2 separate regions of the Mus musculus genome follow, and region 2 is linked to region 1. The links are chromatin contacts, called in public promoter capture Hi-C maps. All regions are on one chromosome and are shown on one strand. The core of a region is the stretch at or near the end of the contact, and the rest is flanking DNA. Distances in the headings are between cores, read along the strand shown. Region 1 holds the start of Rcl1 (RNA terminal phosphate cyclase-like 1). Region 2 has its middle 12 kb from the start of C030016D13Rik.

Region 1 (7,143 bases), core at 3,454-5,953:
TTTGTGCAAGAATAGAAACTCTAACTAAGACAGAAATTGGTACCAGCATAGTGGGGTATTCCTGTGACAACCTGACCATGTTTTGGGGAGGACTGTGGAAGGACTTTGGAACTTTGGGCTTGAAGATCTATTCAGTGTGAAGAACTCTGTGGGATGTTGTGTAGGAGTTTGGAAAATAATGTTGAGAACTGTGCAGAAGATGAAGGCCTGGCTTGTGAAATTTCAGAGGGAAGATTAAAGACTCTTTTCAGGGCCATTGCTATTTTGTTTGTGAAGATTCTGTGGTTCTGGTTAGCTGAGGCTGAAGAATCAGCTGTGATGAACAAGATACCAGAACTACCAAAGCAAAAACTTTGCATTACTGGGACTATTGATGCTGGTTAGCTGGAGCTAAGAAATTAGCGGTGATTAAGAAGAGACCAGCATCATTGAGGTGAAATCTTCTGGGAAGTGTTTTCTGAGAGCACAGAGGCTGTGTTCCAGAGATAGCCAAGGTTGTACCTTGTGTTGCAGTGGGACTTGGTAATGTGTAAGAGTCACCCAGATGGTATTGGTTTTGAAGGCATGAAGGGGTCATGCAGAGCAGTTGAGGCTCGGCACTGTGAGAGGCCATGGAAGGCCATTGGTGAAGGTGTAGCCTCAGTTGCATTTGATGGCCCAGGACTAAAGGGATCATGCAAAGGAGTTGAGGCTTGGCACCATGAAGAGAGCCTATGAGAGGCTATTGTTGAAGCCAAGTTACAGTGGAAGACAGCAGCAGTTTGGAGATGCCAGTACCATGAGATGACCACCAAGAACATCAGCAGCAGTGGACTACAGGCAGCTGGAGCATAGAAGACAACATGTATGCTACAAAGGGCATGGCTGGAGAAGTGACCCAAGCCCTTGGAGGAGCCCAGAAGATCGTGAGTTGGATCCCAGACATTGGATGGTTGGAGATTGATTTTTGCTTTTGATTGTGACTGTGACCTGATATTTTTCCCTCTTGAAGGAAGTTTTTTAGTGAAGCCCACTGTCTTAGTCAGGGTTTCTATTCCTGCACAAACATCATGATCAAGAAGCAAGTTGGGGAGGAAAGGGTTTATTCAGCTTACACTTCCACTTTGCTGTTCATCACCAAAGGAAGTCAGGACTGGAACTCAAGCAGATCAGGAAGCAGAAGCTGATGCAGAGGCCATGGAGGGATGTTCTTTACTGGCTTGCCTCCCCTGGCTTGCTCAGCCTGCTCTCTTATAGAACCAAGACTACCAGCCCAGAGATGGTCCCACGCACAAGGGGCCTTTTCCCCTTGATCACTAATTGAGAAAATACCCCACAGCTGGATCTCATGGAGTCACTTCCCCAACTGAAGCACTTGGGAGGCAGAGGCAGGTGGATTTCTGAGTTCGAGGCCAGCCTGGTCTACAGAGTGAGTTCCAGGACAGCCAGGACTATACAGAGAAACCCTGTCTCGAAAAAACCAAAAAAAAAAAAAAAAAAATTTAAGTCTCTTAATGGTGGGTGTACTGGCTAGTTTTGTGTCAACTTGACACAGGCTGGAGTTATCACAGAGAAAGGAGTTTCAGTTGGGGAAATGCCTCCATGAGATCCAGCTGTAAGGCATTTTCTCAATTAGTGATCAAGAGGGGAGGTCCTCTTGTGGGTGGGGCCATCTCTGGGATGGTAGTCTTGGGTTCTATAAGAAAGCAAGCTGAGCAAGCCAGGGGAAGCATGCCAGTAAGTAACATCCCTCCATGGCCTCTGCATCAGCTCCTGCTTCCTGACCTGCTTGAGTTCCAGTCCTGACTTCCTTTGATGATGAACAGCAACATGGAAGTGTAAGCCGAATAAACCCTTTCCTCCCTAACTGCTTCTTGGTCATGATGTTTGTGCAGGAATAGAAACCCTAACTAAGACACACCCTCATTGAGTAGAAGGTCATTTACACAGAAGTGATGAAAGTCTATACAGAATCTGCCCAAACATAGTTTTGAGTAGTCATTGTAAGCACTTGAGGACATAGAAACTCATGGTTAAACTGGAGCACAATAGTTCCAGACTGAGTCGGATAAAACGAGCCCTGGGATCCCTGAAGACTAAGGAGGAAGGATGAGAAATGGCAGGAGGTGTGGTTTTTAAGAAGCTTTGTCTGTGTAGTAGGAAAAATTTATTTCTCCCAATGTCCTATGGCTTAGTCAAGTAGATTTTGGTCCTTATAAGTAGAGAAGTGTTACAGAAGCAATCACGGAGTGAGACACATTTCATTTACCATTTAGTTAGGCAGAAGGTCCTAGGAACAAATTAATAAATTGTACAGAATATAAACATAGGCGGCATTCTACAGAGCTGTGCTGTAAGCTTCTATTCACTTACAGTCCAACTTGTGAGCTATCTTGGTGTGAAGACAAAATAAGGTCCCATAGACAAGACTCTCAGTGTGGTACCTGCTGGCACTCACTCTGTAATATCATGCAAACATTTGTTGTGGGTTGCTAATTCGTTACTGCTCAGGGATGTGCAGTCGTAGCTATCTAAACTAAAACAGCAATGTCTGTACCACACTGAATGACTTTCAGTTACTTATTATTGTGTAACAAATCACCCAACCCCGTAGCTGGCACTAATTTGTGGCTATGCAATGTGGACAGGACTTGGTGAAACAGCTCATCTTTACCTCAGATGGCATTAGTGAAGGTGCTACCAAAGACCAGTCAGGGAGTCTAGGGGTGATGAGTGAAACTGTCTGCTGGCTTACTCGATACCCTGTCTGGCACTTGATTCTGGCTACTGGGCCAGTTAGCTCTCTTCTATGTGGCTTTTGCTGCATTCCAACTATGCTGAAGACGCTTCTCCCCTACCCCCGCATCCCCCAGAAGGTTTAGAAGTCTAAAAGAATAGCTTAGTAAATGGAGCTGTCATTGTGATTCTGCCATTTACTGTGTTGCTTACAACAAGCTCCCCCTCCCCCTTCTACATCTCAGTTCTCAGATTTTATAAGTCAGGACTTATTCTCAATTGCCCAGAAGACGCGGAGGCAAAAAATGAGAGTGGACATAATTTATTTGAGAGTTATTTCTAGCACGTATCAGAGAGAAGCTGGGAAGGGATACAGGGAAAGAAGCCAGGAGATGGTGCTTAACCAAGAGGATGCCACAGCCAGAAACTGGAGCTGAAAGGACACCCCAGAGTTACCTCCTGGATGTGCAAAGAGAGCCTGGGTATTTCCATGTCAGCCCAGGACAGTCATTGCCTGAAGACTAGGAGAATTGATACCTCAGTACTATTGGCCTGCAATTCCAGGTGGGTTTGAAAATCTAGAAGCAGAGGTGAGACGCTGATGGAATAAAACTCAGAAGGTCTCCATTGAAAGCAGTGAGCTCTGAACGGATGTGAGCATTCTTTATTGAATAATATCTTTTTTCTAAAGACTATTGAGTAATTAAACGAGATAGCATTAAAAAAGAAAATGAAAAATCCATTCCTGATGTGAAAGTACCCCTGGTGCTTTAGTATTCTTCACAACAACGTTTAGAGGAGAGCCTATGGGTCCTGGAGCTTTTCCAAAGAACGCTGCCTGTCAGATGCCGCTTAGCTGTGTAAAGGCAGTCTTAACAGAATGGCGTTGTGGTAAGTGGGTTAGCTGCCTCAGTGGATTTCAGGGCTGATCCGTAGACTCTTCTCTGATGGCCACTGATGCTCCTCGGGGTTTCCTTGGGACTCTCACTCGCTTAGGATGGCCCCCTTTTTTTTCTTTCTCCAGCTTCTACTCCATCCTTCACTGTGCTTTCTGGGACTTAAGGTCTGGGGTTACAGCCCGTGAATGGCTGGCTGTAAACCTAACACTAAGACCACTGCGTTCCTAAGTTGGTAGTCATTTGATTGTTTTTTTAATGGAGGCGTGAAACAGTACAATATTTAGAAAGGTTTTGTAGTGCAAGCTTGGATGACAGGACAGATGGAAAAGCAAGATCTCCACCCACCCATCCCCCGTGCATGCATGAGCATGTATGTCTTGAAGTTATTGCAACTGTCCATTTTGAGTCATGCGAGGTTACAGATATGTCTTGACACCAAACTCAAAGAATATGAACGAAGGGGCAGCTGAGAAAGGGACAAAGAGAGGCCCCTCATTACAAAATAAGCAGCGGTCTCTTGTCTAAAGGCTCGGGGTCCTAGTTCAGGCAGCCTCTGACAGCTTGGCAATTTCCCGGGAGTGAAAGATTGCAGGCTGCACCTCAGAGGATTTCGGCTCAGACCCAGACAAGGCGCCTACAACAGGGTAAGCGTGTCAATCCTGTTCTCTTCGGTGGCAGGAAAACGCGGGAGAGGCTAGCTAGCATCCTTGCCCGGGGCTGCCGTAGGTACGTTGCTAAGTACCACCAGCTGTGGGCACCCAGGCGGAGCCATTGCCTCCTTTATCGCATAGGCCGTGAAAGTCCGGCACAGACAGACAGACAGACCCCCAAGGCGTCTGGGCGCCGGGGTTTCCCCGCAGCACTAACTGGGTCCCTCCAGCCGCGCGCTGTTGCTGGGGCCCGGGCACCGCCCTCTTTCACTACCGGCCAATGGCAACGCGGCATGAGCACCGCCCAGCTACAGCGCAGACCAATGGCGACGCAGAGAGGGCAACACCCAGATCCCTCGTGGGCCAATGGTAGTGTGCCTCGGAGGCCGGGCCGCCCCAGCCAGGGGAGGAGGCGGGCGGGCGGCCGCTGGCTCCGCCCCGCTCCCCTCTGACCCGGTGTCTAGTCGCTCTGTCTTCCTGTTCTAAACCACGTGGACGCGTCGGGGGCTGCCTTGGTCCTGGTCGCGCTCCCGGGTCCCGGGTCCCGGGCCTCTGCGGACGGCGCGCACATGGCGACCCAGGCGCACTCACTCAGCTACGCGGGGTGTAACTTCTTGCGCCAGCGGCTGGTCCTGTCCACCCTGAGCGGGCGACCGGTCAAGATCCGCAGGATTCGCGCCAGGGACGACAACCCGGGCCTCCGAGGTGACTTGGGAGGGGGCGCGAGGAGGGAGGACCCGGGGTCGTAGCCCGGAGTGGCCACTGGGCGCGTGGGAGGGATGGTGGTCGGGCGACAGATCTGTCCGCGAGCTGCGCCACGCGTGGAAGGATGCCCTGTGGCTCCTGGGCACGGGTAGTAAACAGCTGCACGTTTTCCTGGCTAGCTTGTTGCTACGAATCGTAGGCATCGCCCACTCGCTTCCCTCTCTTGAGTCTCTTGCTTTCGCCATAAACCTCCCTGGAGAAAAACAAACAGTTTATTGGACCAACATCTAGTGATTGAGTGAGACATTAGAGAGAAAAGTACCACAGATTGGTTTCCCAATCTCATCCAAAGCAGGTCTCTGAAACCGCTGCCCCGCTTGGACACCAGTTTTTGTCGCCATTATTTATCTCCTCCCCCCCCCACCACACCCCCGCCCTATCTCTTCGGAAGTGTATTATAAAATTTTATTTTTAAACGATGCGCTTGTTTCTATTAGTCACCGATGTGCGCAGTAGCGAAGCTTTGTAATAGGGTTTTGTTTTGTTTTTCTTGAACCGGAGTCTCATGTTGCTCAGGTTGCCTTCAAACTATGTATGTAACTGAGGATGCCCTTCAAGTCCTGTTCCTTCTACCTCCCCACCTCCCGAGTGCTGGGATTACAGGTCTGCTCCTGAGCGCTCAACCAAGATAGTTTTTACGTCGTAGACGTAGTTGTCTTGGCTTAAGGAAAAGGAAGGCCAAACATTAAACTGCAGGCTTCAAAGGTCTTATTGATTTATCTGTCTCACAAAGGTAGATAGATAGGTTGAACCCATCATTTGAACCCGCGTCTTGTTAAATGGCTTTGGTTTGCAGCTGTTCCCCTAGAATTTAGGTGCGTGTTCAAAAGTGTCTCCAAGATCCCTTCTGATAAAGACAATTGAACCAATTAAAACCAAAAAGAGAAAAAAAAAAAAAACTATCAGTAGCCTGAAAGGGGGGGGGGGGTTGTAGTTCGTTCAGGAGACCTCCTGGGTCAGGCTGGTATGTTTATTTTTGCGAGGTTTTTTTTTTTTTTTTTCTTTTCTTACTAGAGGGCTAGATTATTTCATCATGTCTGAATTTTTTTTTAATAATTTCATTGCTACCACTGTAAACGTTTTGTGCATGGTGATGGAAATAGGTTAGGAAAGAAAAAAAAAACAGAAGGCTTGTTAAGGGAGTGAGTAAAGTCTGTCTTCCCTGTTGGAGAGAGCACTGGGCTTGGTGACACAGCCTTGTAATCCTAGCACTCTGTAGGCTGAGGCAGGAGGATCCCAAGTTCAAGGCCAGCTTGGGCCACACAGTGTGTCTCTGAGTTAGAGGTCAGCCTGGTCTACACTTGTGAGTTCTTTTTTTTTTTTTTTTGGTTTTGTTTTTTTGTTTTTTGTTTTTTTCTTTTTCGAGACAGGGTTTCTCTGTGTAGCCCTGGCTGTCCTGGAACTCACTTTGTAGACCAGGCTGGCCTCGAACTCAGAAATCCGCCTGCCTCTGCCTCCCGAGTGCTGGGATTAAAGGCGTGCGCCACCACCGGCTGGCTCACTTGTGAGTTCTAACCTAGCCAGAGCTGCATAGTCAGACCTTGTTTTGGGAAAAAAAAAAAACAAGACCGTTTAACAGAAACAAAACCTGAAAGCAAACAGTCAAAAACCTCAGAGTTTGAGGAGAGATGATGACTAAATTGGTTGTACTCCATTCTCTCAAATCTCTTACCCCCACTCCCTCTGCACCCCCAGTTTTAAATCTGGTCCTTGGGAGAGGTTATTGCTTGGGCTGCTGTGTTGTGTTTCCAACCCCAGATTAGCCTAGAGACCTTGCTTCTACTGTGACCACTGGGCACAAGGTTTTACTTTAATTAATTAATTAATTAGTTAATTAATTAATTAATTAATTAATTAATTAAGATTGCAAGTGCTTTAGCATGGAGACTTGGGCTTTCTTTCACAAATATGTTACCCATAAGATAGAATTCAGAGTTGACTTGATAGGTGCCTTCTAATACAGTATTTCAATGTTTCTAGGAACTCACATGTGGGTTCCTTTTTCTTTCAAAAGCAGGATCTTGCCCTTGGCATTTTTCTGAAAAGCTAGGGATTCCGGTACCTGGGGAGGCAGTACTAGCTGGGATTCTATGGGGTGCCACTGTAGAACATAG
Region 2 (7,143 bases), core at 1,874-4,373, 1.7 Mb before region 1:
AGCCTACACTCGGTCACTCACACACAGCACAGTGCACGGTGCTGGGATGTTGTACGTAACAATTCCGCAGCACATAGCAGTTCTGAGCTCTTAAACCAGAATAAGGATAAAAAGGAGGCTTGTAGTGTAAGCGTTTAACTTTCGCTTTTGCACTTGATGAAAGCTAGTTCCTTTACTAAGCCCCGATTTGTTTTACGTTATGATTTCTTTAACCCACAAGCAATAAAGACACAATGACAAAGCATACATTTCGTCACTAGATGAACAGAGAAGAAACTTCTGCTTTCAAGAATAACATCCTTAAAAAAAAAAAAGATTTATTGTTGCCTCTGTTTCTCTCCCTCTCTCTCTTTCTGTCTCTGTCTCTGTCTCTGTCTCTCTCTCTCTCTCTCTCTCTCTCTCTCTCTCTCTCTCTCTCTCTCTCTGTGTGTGTGTGTGTGTGTGTGTGTGTGTGTGTGTGTGTGTGTATTTCTGTGTGTGGATGCCACTACTTATGTGTGGGAGGCCTAGCAGCCCAGGATAGGGGACTTGAGCCCCAGACCTGGAGTTACAGGCAGTTGTGAGCCGATTGCTAAACCCAAGTCTTCTGGAAGAAAAGCACGTGTTCTTAGTGAGGGAAGCATCTCTCCAGCCCCAGCGAATAATTTTCTAATTGTCATTACAATTTCGCCTTTAAAAAATAATAAAAATTTAATTTGGACCTTATAATAATAACCTAACCCCCTTTCTGCATGTGCCATTGCTTTTTGTGATGAAGGGAAAATTGAACTCCACCTGTGGCCAGGTTGCAGATACCTGATAGATTTAAAGGGACAAGAGATTTATCCTGGGGGTGGGGGAACTTTGTGAAGGAGGAGTGAGTAGGAAAATGGAATCTGTTGTGTGTGTGTGGGGGGGGGGATTTAGACCTGACAACTGTGAAGGGAGAGACAGAAGGAGGTGACTGTGGTGAGAAGCCTTCAAATAACAAAAGCTCCAAGGAAGTCTTGGCTAAGCAACAGAGTAGATACTTACTGTGAAAGAAGGCCTGTAGGGTAGGAACATCTGGGCTCTAGTGTACCTGCTGCATTCAACCACTGGCTAAGAGGGTGTCTTAGTCATGGTTTCTATTCCTGCACAAACATCATGACCAAGAAGCAAGTTGGGGAGGAAAGGGTTTATTCAGCTTACACTTCCATACTGCTGTTCATCACCAAAGGAAGTCAGGACTGGAACTCAGACAGGTCAGGAAGCAGGAGCTGATGCAGAGGCCATGGAGGGATGTTCTTTATTGGCTTGCTTCCCCTGGCTTGCTCAGCCTGCTCTCTTATAGAACCCAAGACTACCAGCCCAGAGATGGCACCACCCTCAAAGGGACATTCCCCCTTGATCACTAATTGAGAAAATGCCTTATAGCTGGATCTCGTGGAGGCATTTCCCCAACTGAAGCTCCTTTCTCTGTGATAACTCCAGCCTGTGTCAAGTTGACACAAAACTAGCCAATACAGAGGGTCTAGGAAGAACATAGATATAGCATTCATGTCACCGCGATTCCTGAAATCATGGCACCGCTAGTTCCAAGTTCTTCCTTGAGAAGCACTCAGAACAGTTCACTCCCATGGCTACCAGAGTCCAACCCTCAAATAATCTATCTCTCCGCTATACTGGGAAGCAGACCCTCCAAAGTCCCTACAACAGGGCCTCAAGGGCTTCCTTCTCTGCTCTTCATTGAAACTCATCTCACCTTTCGCTACCTATACGGTTCTGAGAGTGGGCTTACATAGATATTTGCACTGTTTCTAACCATACTTTTCTAAGGCTTTGCCACATGTCTACAGCTACAATGGGGGCTAAAACCCCCTGCAAGACATCTAAGTGGGTCAGTGGGCTCTTCATCCTCTTCTTCCTGTCTCTAGTGTATAGAGGCAGCCATAACTTCTACTAACCAGAGTTAATTTTCCTGGCCATGAGAGTGATTCCTCTTCTTATCTGCTGGTCTTGGATACAACCAGTTCAAAATATCTAGGTGATGTCCATAATTCAATGGACTTCCTCTCTCCTCTGGCAAGTGTGTCCCTATTGGGAAAATTTTTTCATTATTTATTTTCACCTTGCAGATCCTATCGTTTGAGACAGGAAGCATGATTTTTTTTTTCCAAGAGGGACACAGAGAATGAAGGTAACTGTCTCCATTCAGAACTGCCATCCCTTGGTCCCTAGACACATGTATCATCTTTACACACATGCATTATTTTGAGGAGCATACCACTTGCTCTGTATTCTGGAAGGCAGTACTTCATTTTCACAGATGTTTATCTCTCAGCCAGTGTTTCGGCTATGTCTCCAACAAGCCAGCATCATGCTTTGTCAGGTTGCCTGTATCTGGGTAGTACAGGGTGTGATACGGCCCATGAATCTCAAGGCACAGGCCCCACTGCTTCTGCTTCACTCTGATGCACATCTCCCGTGTACAGACTATGTTCTGTAGAATTTGTGCCCAAGGACCAGGCATTTCACAGGCTAGTAGATTCAAGTCTTAGTGGAGGCTCTGTGAATGGCAAAGGACAACGCATAATTAAAATTGGGCATTGCTTCTGTCAGAAGGAACTGGTGGTCCCTTCAGAATGAGTAGAGCTTGTGTCATGAACTTGCCACCAAGTGGCCTGCCTACTGGTTTCTTTGTGTAAAAGTGCCATAGAGTGTCCTTTACTGGCTTTTGGCCACTGGAAGTAGCAGTTACATTTGTCTTGGTTAGTGACTATTTGTGCTGTGGGCCTATATCTAGAGATTCCATCTCTGCCACCCTAGTTACTCCATCACTACACCCATCATATCCATAGCTGGAGACTAATGTCAACTGGCTAAAGTGATTGTTCAGTGACTCTTCCTTTGTGGATATGTATCAGCATGCAAAAATGTCACCATGTCACATCCATGCTCACGGAATTCCTGGCAGCCTTACTGCAGTGGCCCACTTTGTAGAGTTCACTGCCTGCCCTATGGGACACCTGTTTCTAATCAAGGTCTCTAGCATTCCAGCCATGCCTTTGTTTTATTGATGTACTGGTATGAAGTGACATTCTGCGTAGTGTCCAGATGGCCCAGAGCTCTTCGGACTAAATTAAGACAGAGGGTGGGCGAGCTAACATAGCCCTGGTACAAAACTAGAAATGAATGTTGTTCACTCAAAGTAATTTGAACGGCTTCTCATCCTATTTTCCAACTGCTTTCATTATCTTTTACCATCTGCTATGGTAAACTCAGGCATTCGGGAAGCCATATAACAATGGCTCTGCTCTGACCTTTGGAGATCATGCCAAGGTGTTAAGAAGCATGCCTTGAGAAAGTGACCCTAAGTATATCTTCGCATGTTTATTTTTTTCCCTTTAGTCCCTTGTAATTCAGTCTCTCAGTATTCTGCCTTGGACAGTGTGCACAGGGAAACTCTTGAAAGTCTGCTCTAGGATAATCACTCTCATCAGGCCCAGCATTGCTGCTGGGATTTAATCTTAGTTATTGCTCTGATGGCTGAGAGGCAACGGGGCAGCTGTTGGCTGGGGAGAGAAGAGAGGGGTTCTTACAAGGAGAGACATTTATATGTCTCCTGCATGGGGTGGGGGGTGGGGGATCTAGGTTTTGGCTGGGGTGCTCCGTACTGACACTGGGTATCTACTCACGTCCCTAGCTCACGTTTCAGTGTCTCAAGTTTTTTCAACCAGCACACTGACCTGACTATAGTAGACCACAGTGGCTGAATACTTGCAAGAGTCTTTAGATTCGTGACTTTTAAATGTGTTTTCTTTCAGCTTGTCCTTTTGCCTACAGGAGGTAGAAGCCTATTTGAAATCTACCAAATGTCCAATGGCCCTCCTACTAGGTCTTCATTGCTAAAGACACCCTGCTACTCATTACTCTTCTTCAGGAAATCATTCAACTCCATTGACAGAACATTTTGTCAAGGTTTGAATATGAAATGTCCCCACAGGGCCCTGTGTTTCAACCGTTGGTCCCCAGCTAGTGTTTAAAGAAGTTGTAGAACCTTCAGGATTTGGGACCCAGCTGAAGGAAGTAGGTTGCTAAGAAACTGGCCTTGAGGGTTAAAGGTCATCATCACATCCATCTTGGTGTCATCACTGATTCCTGACTGCCAAGCTTCAGTCTAAATTGAAACCCCAGAGATGTAGGTTCTAATCTCAGGGAAGGGATTAGTGAGAATTCTGGGCAAGCAGGCCAAAAACAAAGCTTCATTCTTTGGTGTCCTTTCCTGTGGGCTGCCACCAGAAGGTGTGGCCCAGATTTAGGGGAGTCTTTCTCATCCACTTATCTAAGAAACTCCCTCCCAGGAGCACTCAGCAGCTTGGGTTTCAGTCGCTTCCCATCTGACAACCAAGATTAGTCACTGCATCACCGTAAATCGGGAGCCAATACAAACCTCTCCTCTCCTAGGTTGTTTCTGTAGGGCATTACAGTACATGGACAAAAAGCATAATTGAAAGCTTCCAAATGCCTGAGCCACTGACTGCTCTGGCAAGAGTATTTTCATCAGACATCCTAGCCCACGGATAGTGATTTGCTTAGCAACTTAGCAGCCATGCTGCCCTTTGGACCATGTGTGCCCCATATTCAGTTTGGATTGTGGTCCTCCTTGCCACAGTGAATGGCAAGGAGGTAGTGAATGGGTCACTCTCAGAATTCCATCCTGCTTCCAACGTTGTGGAACCATGTTTGGTACCAGTTTTGTTAGCTTGTCTGTTGCAATAAGTGGAAATAAAGGCTATAAAGGTTATAAAAGAAATAGCCTGTGGAAGAGAAAGGATGAAAGAGGTTAAGAGAGAGCCTCTGTTAGGATTGTGTGGACTTCTGGGGAAAGGCTTTGGCTAAGCTGTTGGTGGAGGGCAGGGACACCTCTAAACTCCTACAGTGAATAGGACAAATCCCCACCCACAGCAACATTCTACAAACCTAAACATCCCTATTGCCAAGGCTGAAAAACCATGGTCCATAGCCTCCAGTCTTAAGCTAGAGAAAGAGACCACAGAAAGCCTTACTGCCTGGTAGGGACCTGACGTTTCTAGTTTGGGGGAGTCATTAGGTTCACCTTGAGGGAAAATAACTGCAAGAAACTTAATGCAAGATTATTCTTCCCTCCTTTGTCTTCCTAGATTTGCAATCGTGCTGGCAGAGCAAGTTGTTCCACTGAAACCTATTTATGACAGCCGGCAGTTAGAAGACTTCTAAGCAGAACCTTAATTTTTAAAATCTCAACACTCAGTGACATTTTCAGCTATGTAAGTGTTTGGGGTCAGGGCATGCTCCTTAGGCCCAGGTATGAGCTCACTTGTTCTCGGAGTTAAACTACCACCATCTGCCTCAAAATAAGTATGCATGTGGGGTGTGTGTGTGTGTGTGTGTGTGTGTGTGTGTGTGTGAATGCAGCAAACACACCATGGCATACACACACACACACACACACACACACACACACACCATGGCAGCAAACACCTTTAATCCATTAAGCCATCTCACCAGACCTAATTACCAACCTTTGAGTGTGACTTCCACCAGGCAGTACAATCACTAAAGCAGGACAAGAATTTTCAGAGAACATTGGGAACAACAGCTTCATTCATTTATTCATTCATTCAAAAAATAGCTTGTGCAGAACCCAGAATATGCTAGGTCCTGAGTGAATAATGCAGCTTGGGGTCTGTTCCCAAGCTTTGTCGGTTAGTGATCTATTGAGACAAGACAGAAAAAGAAATGCGATCTAAATATGAAGAAGCAGTGGCGATGGTTAGGCATGGGATAGACAGCGTTATTTACAGATGGCTTCTGCTATATTTGTGTGAAAGAGTCTGGAATTTGAGTCAGAAGACAGATTTAAGTTCCACCTCGGAGACTTACTGGATGGCCAGGTCAGTTATCTGATTGAGGCTCCTGTAAAATGGGGACAGAAACCTGTTGTCCCATCTCTTGTGGTGACACAGCCCAGAAGTGCTTTGGTCAAGCTGCCAGTTTCTGAACTGGTAGTATCTTCCAGCCCTGGCTGTGCCTTGTAATCACTTAGTAACTTAAAACCGTCCGATGCTTAGATGGACCCCCATCCACCCCACCCCTCAGGCTATGTCATAGTTCATGCTGGGGGGGCATGCCTTCACATTTGTTGTTTTGAGATTGAGTCTTGCTTTGTAGCCCTCCATAGCCTGGATAGCCTGTAGCCTATGTAGACCAGAATGGCCTCCAACTCACAGAGATCTGCCTGCCTCTGCCTCCTGAGTACTGGGATTAAAGGTGTGTGCCACAACACCCAGTAGGGCTTTATGTTTGTTCCTAAGGAACAAAAACTAACTCAAAATAGACAGACCCTTAAGTGAAAGACCCCAAACTACAAAACTACGATGGGGGAAACCAGGACACTTTCCTTGGCATCCATACAGAGAAAAAAGAACTCTCATACACTATTGGTAGGAATGTAAATGGGAAGTAATATTGAATGCTCCTCAAGGAAATAGAATTACCTCATGATCCAGTTATCCTGATACTAGGTATACGCCCAAAGGAAATACAACCAGTGTACTGAAGAGGCGCTTGCACTCCTCTGTGCATTGCTACTAACAAAGCCAAGATATAGGCTAAACTGCTGTTCATTGGTTGGTAGTATTCAGTGAAGATGTGATATAGACACACAACAGAATATGGTCCAGACATAAAGAATGAAATTCTGTCACTTGTAGTGGCATAGATAGACCGGAAGATAACATGTTAAGTAAAATAAGCTAGACTCAGAAGGACAAAGACCATATCCTCTCATTTATAGTCGGAAGTTAAAAAGCTGATCTTACGGAAGCTGAGAAGGGTGAAGGATAGGGATTGGTGAAAGGGTGATTATCAAATTAGTGGTACAATCAGAGGTTCGACTTCTTATGGTCTAAACCAGCAGGATGAGTTCTGTTAACAGTTGTGTATTTGAAATACCTAGCAGATGCAGACAGGAGCACGTTGTCCTCTGAGAGGCTCCACCCAGCAACTGACTCAGACAGACCCAGACATCCACAGTCAAACAGTGGATGAAGCTTGGGGACTCTTATGGAAGAGTAGGAGGAAGGACTGTGGACTCTGAAGGGGATATGAACTCCACAGGAAGAAAAACAGAGTCAACTAAGC

The links. Promoter capture Hi-C pulls out the DNA fragments that hold promoters and counts their contacts.
Region 2: a contact with region 1 is called in a promoter capture Hi-C map of hippocampal neurons, with 8 times the contacts expected there. A contact is called at or near these places in 6 of 39 promoter capture datasets (the 3T3-L1 cell line, frontonasal cranial neural crest, hippocampal neurons and 2 more) and 3 of 130 datasets of targeted methods (embryonic forebrain, forebrain and neural tube).

Annotation. Positions count from the first base shown.
Region 1 is chr19:29,096,672-29,103,814 of GRCm38.p6, forward strand. Rcl1 (RNA terminal phosphate cyclase-like 1) reads left to right here and starts at 4,704. Exons shown (of 9, transcript NM_021525.2): 1 at 4,704-4,969. The coding sequence starts at 4,834.
Region 2 is chr19:27,438,273-27,445,415 of GRCm38.p6, forward strand. No RefSeq gene overlaps it. Among named protein-coding and RNA genes, the nearest start is that of C030016D13Rik, 12 kb to the left of the region's middle.